Regions from separate parts of the Mus musculus genome. Here region 1 is linked to region 2. A link is a contact called in public capture Hi-C data. All regions are on one chromosome and are shown on one strand. The core of a region is the stretch at or near the end of the contact, and the rest is flanking DNA. Distances in the headings are between cores, read along the strand shown.

The links. Capture Hi-C pulls out chosen DNA fragments and counts their contacts.
Region 1: a contact with region 2 is called in a capture Hi-C map of macrophages, with 5 times the contacts expected there. The contact joins two enhancer-like sites. A contact is called at or near these places in 2 of 9 other capture datasets (liver and macrophages).

Annotation. Positions count from the first base shown.
Region 1 is chr12:26,458,998-26,461,829 of GRCm38.p6, reverse strand. No RefSeq gene overlaps it. Among named protein-coding and RNA genes, the nearest start is that of Rsad2, 4.0 kb to the right of the region's middle. Within about 2 kb of position 1,474, at least 97 of the 459 cell types and tissues checked have an H3K27ac peak or open chromatin away from gene starts, as enhancers often do. A contact at or near this core is called in macrophages, where this site is marked.
Region 2 is chr12:25,328,930-25,331,709 of GRCm38.p6, reverse strand. No RefSeq gene overlaps it. Among named protein-coding and RNA genes, the nearest start is that of Gm36723, 26 kb to the left of the region's middle. Within about 2 kb of position 1,484, at least 42 of the 459 cell types and tissues checked have an H3K27ac peak or open chromatin away from gene starts, as enhancers often do. A contact at or near this core is called in macrophages, where this site is marked.

The DNA of each region.
Region 1 (2,832 bases), core at 225-2,724, 1.1 Mb before region 2:
TAAAGAAGGTAGAGTCAAGGAGCAACCCCCAAGGCTGTCCTCTGACCTCCATAACCAAATGAACTCCCCAGATTATACAGAAACAGAATATGCACTTTCATGATCCCTTCTCTCTGTTGGGAAAGGAGTTGGGATTGCCCAGCTTGCCTCCAGAACACTGGAAACAACAAAAGACTGACCTGTGAGCTCTGGACAGCAGAGCTGTAACTTCCTCCATTGTATTAGTTACTTTTCCAGACTGTTGTTGTCAAGCCCATGACCTGCACCAATGTAAGGGGAAAAGAATTCCTGTTGGCTCAGGGTATGATGGGAGATGGTAGGGAAGGCACACAGGCAGGTGATGAGGGGCTGGTCCCACTGTGTCCACAGTCAGGAAGCAGAGAGAGAGGAATCTGGTGCTCAACTCCTCTTTCCAGTGTTATTCAGTCTGGGCTGCAGCCTACGGGTGCCACTCACATCCATAGAAGGTCTTCCCTCCTCAGTTAAGCTCCCTGGAAACATCTGAATATGAAAACACAGAGATATTCCATCGTGACACTGAATCCAGTCAAGTTGACAATAACCATCACATTTATATTTTACTCACAATTGTTCATATTTTTATATGACAATTTCATACAGGAATCTCAATCAATGCACATCAAAGAAAAGGAAGATGAGAAACTGAAGTTTGTCTGAGTACCTGAATGAATGAATGAATGAATGAATGAATGATGAATGATTGCAAGAAACCAACCTGCACAGAGAACTCTTACCAAGAAGATGAGTAATGCTATTATGGAAGTCAGTTATGAAGCAGTGTAGCCAGTGTTTAAACCCTGACTGAGACCTTGCTCCCTGAGTGAGATAAGTGTCCTAAGCTGTGAATCAGCAAGCAAACTGCAGCACAGGGCCAGGCTCTGAAGCAGAGAAGACATCCCTCACTCTACCATGGCAAGCTCTGCCCTTAGTGCTTAACCTGCACCAGACCCCTTGATATCACAATGCCATGAGTGAGTTAGGCATGACTATCCATGTTTATCAGATATAACACAGGGTCAGGCAGACAAGGGGCTAGGTATAGAACTAAGATGCAACTCCCTGCGTAAACACAGAAAACAGACGTCCCCAAATATGATACTGAATCAAGTCAACTTGACAATCACATTTATATTTCATTCACACTTGATGAAATTGGTACATGGCAGTTTCCCATGACCATCTCAATCAGTAAGCCTCAAAGAAAAGGAAAACAGCTTGAGAGAAGCATGCCCGAATAGAGGAATGAATGACACACTCAAAAATAAATCTCATGCAGGTATCCAAATCTACCCCAAAGTTTGTGATTCCAACTTAGCCGGGACCTACCACAGAAATATTTTCTCTCACACTAAAGCTCGACATCATAGCTATGTGACCTTTCAGAAGGCATTTCTCAAGTTGTGCCAGAGATTGCAACACCTTTATTTCCACCTCTTTCCAGGGCTCAAGTCGGATGACCCTGGCATAACTGACCTCAACAGATGGCTGTGGCATAACTGACCTCATTAAACACCAGGACTGTGCTGCAGAGTTTACTTTCAGTTTCCTAGTACAAAAATAGCAGAAGTTTCTGTTTCCATCCACAACAATGGCTCAGGGTAGGCAGTGTTCTGTTGCTTCAGGAAAATGAGTGTTTTCCCTTTTCACAAAGATAACAGGACATGTTTACTGAGGAAAGTAGAAGTTCACAGTGCAGTAACTAGTCCTTGAGCACAGTACCTCGGCAGCAGCACCTAGCCTCTGAGCACAGTACCTCAGCAGCAGCACCCAGACCCTGAGCACAGTACCTCAGCAGCAGCACCCAGACCCTGAGCACAGTACCTCAGCAGCAGCACCCAGACCCTGATCACAGTACCTCAGCAGCATCACCCAGACTCTGAGCACAGTACCTCAGCAGCATCACCCAGACCCTGATCACAGTACCTCAGCAGCATCACCCAGACCCTGAGCACAGTACCTCAGCAGCATCACCCAGACCCTGAGCATAGTACCTCAGCAGCATCACCCAGCTCCTCAGTACAGAACTTAAGCAGCAACATCTGAGTACAGAACCACACCCAAGAATCAACCACCAGATTTTTTTCACTTTTCACAGACATATATAAACAACATTCTGATAAAAAATGAATCTAGTACAGTCTAATTCAGAAGTCTATTACACTTCTTAAGAAAATGTGAAAATGAGGCCTGAGGATATGACTTGGTTGGTAAAGAATTGCCATGAGGCATGAAGACCTGAATTCAGATCTCTAGCACCCACATAAAAAGCCAGGTATGGCAGCCTGTGCCTACAGTCCTAGCAACAGGGAAGGCAAAAGCAGGTAGACCTGCTGGAGCTTGCCTAGCAAGTCCTAGGCTCTGGCTGTCTCCATATCCCCAGTGCTGGGATTTCAGTCAGGTGATATCAAACATGCCATTATTTACATAGGTTCTGGGAATCAAATTCAGGTTCCCCCAGTTGTAAGGTGTACAAATGAGTATGGTCTTTCCTTCTGTGAGCAGAACAGATTCACCTCATTGCCATTTTGGAGCAAAGATTTTTCTTATTCCCCAATCAGGAAAAGCAATTCAGTGATATCCAAGTCTGTAATAACAGAGGAGAGCTATTGATGTGCCGTAGTGGAAAGCAGTGGGGAAATGTCACAAGACCTCCACTTGGTGTGTAGCTGTGACCCCTCCTTGCTCCCATTAACTCAAGTGACCCTGGGAAATGCTAGGATATATGGGAAGTTTAAGGTTAACTGAAAGAGGGGGCTGCGTGATGCAGTTCCCGTGACATCGTCATCCATGATGGGATGGGACTTTGCCAAG
Region 2 (2,780 bases), core at 235-2,734:
ACACACACACACACACACACACACACACACACACACACACCTGGGCAAAAATCTAGGGAGAAAGAGCATTACCAATGTAGCTAACTAGCAAGAGTTGCTGTTTCCATCACGATCATACCATTTCTCAGGCAGCTATAATTGGATCTGGACTCTTTCACCAGAGGCCATGTTTTAACATCTTTATTTTCAGTGGATGACACTCTGAGGGAAGTTTAAAACCTTCAGAAGTTTTCCTCTACGAAGAAATTAGGTCATCATAGGTGTGTCCTGGATGAGGATATTGAGTCTCTAGTCTGCTTCCTGTCCACCATGAAATAGCCAGCATATTGCACCATGTGCCCCTGCTTCAGCACAGTTATGTACAGTCCTCCACACCAAAACAGACCTTCCTTCTGATAACTTAACACAAGAATCTTTTTCACAGTGATAAAGGCAGAACCAGCACACTAACTCTTAAAATGTATAATTTATTGAGATTTTCCTATTCTCAACAGATTTCAACTTCCATATTTAACTACATATTATTAATTTTATACTTTTAAAGAAAATTATACAATCTTTAAACCCCCAAAGCACCCCAGAGATCTACCCTTAACTTTGAGAAATTCTGATATCAAAAACAAATCCCCATCATAGAAGAGAATTCCTCTTGAGTGACAGAGGACAAATCCTCATTTTTCATGAATGGAAAGTTACTTTGGAATTAAAACAAATACTAAAATAGTATTAAAACAAATTAATAAATTAAAACAAGTCTAAAATAGAGTTTAGTCTACTAAGGCTTACAAAGGTATGGAATACTGGCCTGTGGAATATACTGGAATCTACTTCTGTGGTTATTAGCAGGTAAAAGCTAAATCTCTGTAGATGAAATCTCTGTAGATGATTGGGTATAGGAGGGAAGGTAGATGACTCTAAGGGATGAATCCTGAGGACAGTGACCCTCGTCCAGTCCGGACCCACACCTTGACTGCTGATGGTGGCTCTGGCTCCATAGCTGGGACTGTTAGTTTTACTTGTTGACTTGACACAATGTAGAGTCTCAGTGAGAGAGTGACTAGATCAGGTTAGCCCATGGGCATGTTATGGAGTATTGTCTCGATTGCCTTAATTGATAAGAAAGTGGGTAGCCCCTCCCCAAGTCCAGGCCTTGGACTATAGAAGAGTAGAGAAAGCCAACAGTGTACTAAGCAGGCCTTTCCTCTCTGCTCTTGACTCTGGATCTGACAGAAGCTTCAAGTTCCTCACCTTGTGACTTCCCCACATCGATGGACTAGCAGACTGTAAGCTAAAATGAACCCTTTCTCCCATAGGTTGCTTTCTGTAAAGATATCTTATCACAGAAACAGAAATGAAACTCGGACAATGGACTCCCACCAAAAGTCCTTGGAGAGGGAAATCTCTAAGCAGCTCCCTGCCCAGCTCCACCAAGCTCCTCCCAGTTCCACCCAGCTCCAGTGTCATGCTCTGGTTTCTGCCAACAATCACTGATATGTCCGTCTGCTGCCCAGTCTCACATCCCCATTTCTGTCAACATCCTCTCAGCCTTCAAGTCTAGCACCACCAGGCCTCCACCGATAAACTGGACCACTTCCCACTCTGAATGTCAGAGGCTAATCTGTGGCTTGTTGGTCCCTCTCTCACTTGCTTGAGAGACCTCCTTCCTCCTACTCCACCAGGTTCATCTTGACTTTCATCTGAGGCCAAACCTAGCTGCCACCACCTCCTCCTCCTCCTCCTCTTCCTCCTCATCTCCCTCTTCCTCCTCTTTCTCCTCCTTCTCAATTCCTCATCTGGGTTCTTCTTGGACCACCACCAGTCCTACACAGAATCAAGGCCTCACTTATTTACTTCCTCTCCTGCTTCAGACATATTCCCCAAAATACGGATGCCAAAGACAGCTGGAAGTCAGTCTGGCTAGTACTGAGTTTGCTGGTGAGACATCTCAGAGGAAGGTTAGCATATGTCAGGTTAGATTGTTTGTAAGAGTCCTGCACATATCCACGTGTGCCTTGGGAAGAGGTTTGATTGCATTCCCCAGACATTAGAGCTATGTCACAAACTCTGTGGGAGGAACTCCCAGAAATCCACCTGCTGCAAAATCTCACAGCACACAGATGAACAGAGCCATTAGCTCAAGCAACAAGCAGATGCCCAGAGTGTGGTTCAAAAGATGCCAGGAAGCCACTGTGCAACCTCTCCTCTCCGGGATGGTACAGAGATTTAAAAAAGAAAGGAAAAAACCTTCATCACTAAATAAATAACAGGGTCAAGGTAGACCCAGAGTCTCCACCTCTGGTTTCCTCTGATCCTGCATGGCCCACACCCAAATGCAGGTAAAAGGTGACCCATGCCACATGTCATGGAGGAGAGAGCTGGGACTCTGGTGCTTGGCTTTCCTTATTTCCTCCTTTCCCCATTTCCTGCCCCACTCTCCCCAGGAATCATTCCACACAGCAGCCTTTACCCACTCTGTGCTAGGCTTTGGGGAAGGGAGCTGTAGAGGGAGGGAGACTGCTTGTCAAAGCCCAGAGGAAGGGGACATCAGAGCCACTGGCTATGCCCAGCACCCAGAGGCTGGAGTGGCTCAGGCTGTGGGAATTAAAAGACAGAAAATAGATGATTTGTAAGCCTTTCTGTATGCAGGGCAGGACTGACATTTCTGCTTCACACCTATGCTTTTCCCTCCAGCAATTCCTACAAGACCCAGCCAAACACTTTATTACAATCTTCAAACATTCACTGGGTGAACTTTCAGCCCACCACAATGATTGCTGAAT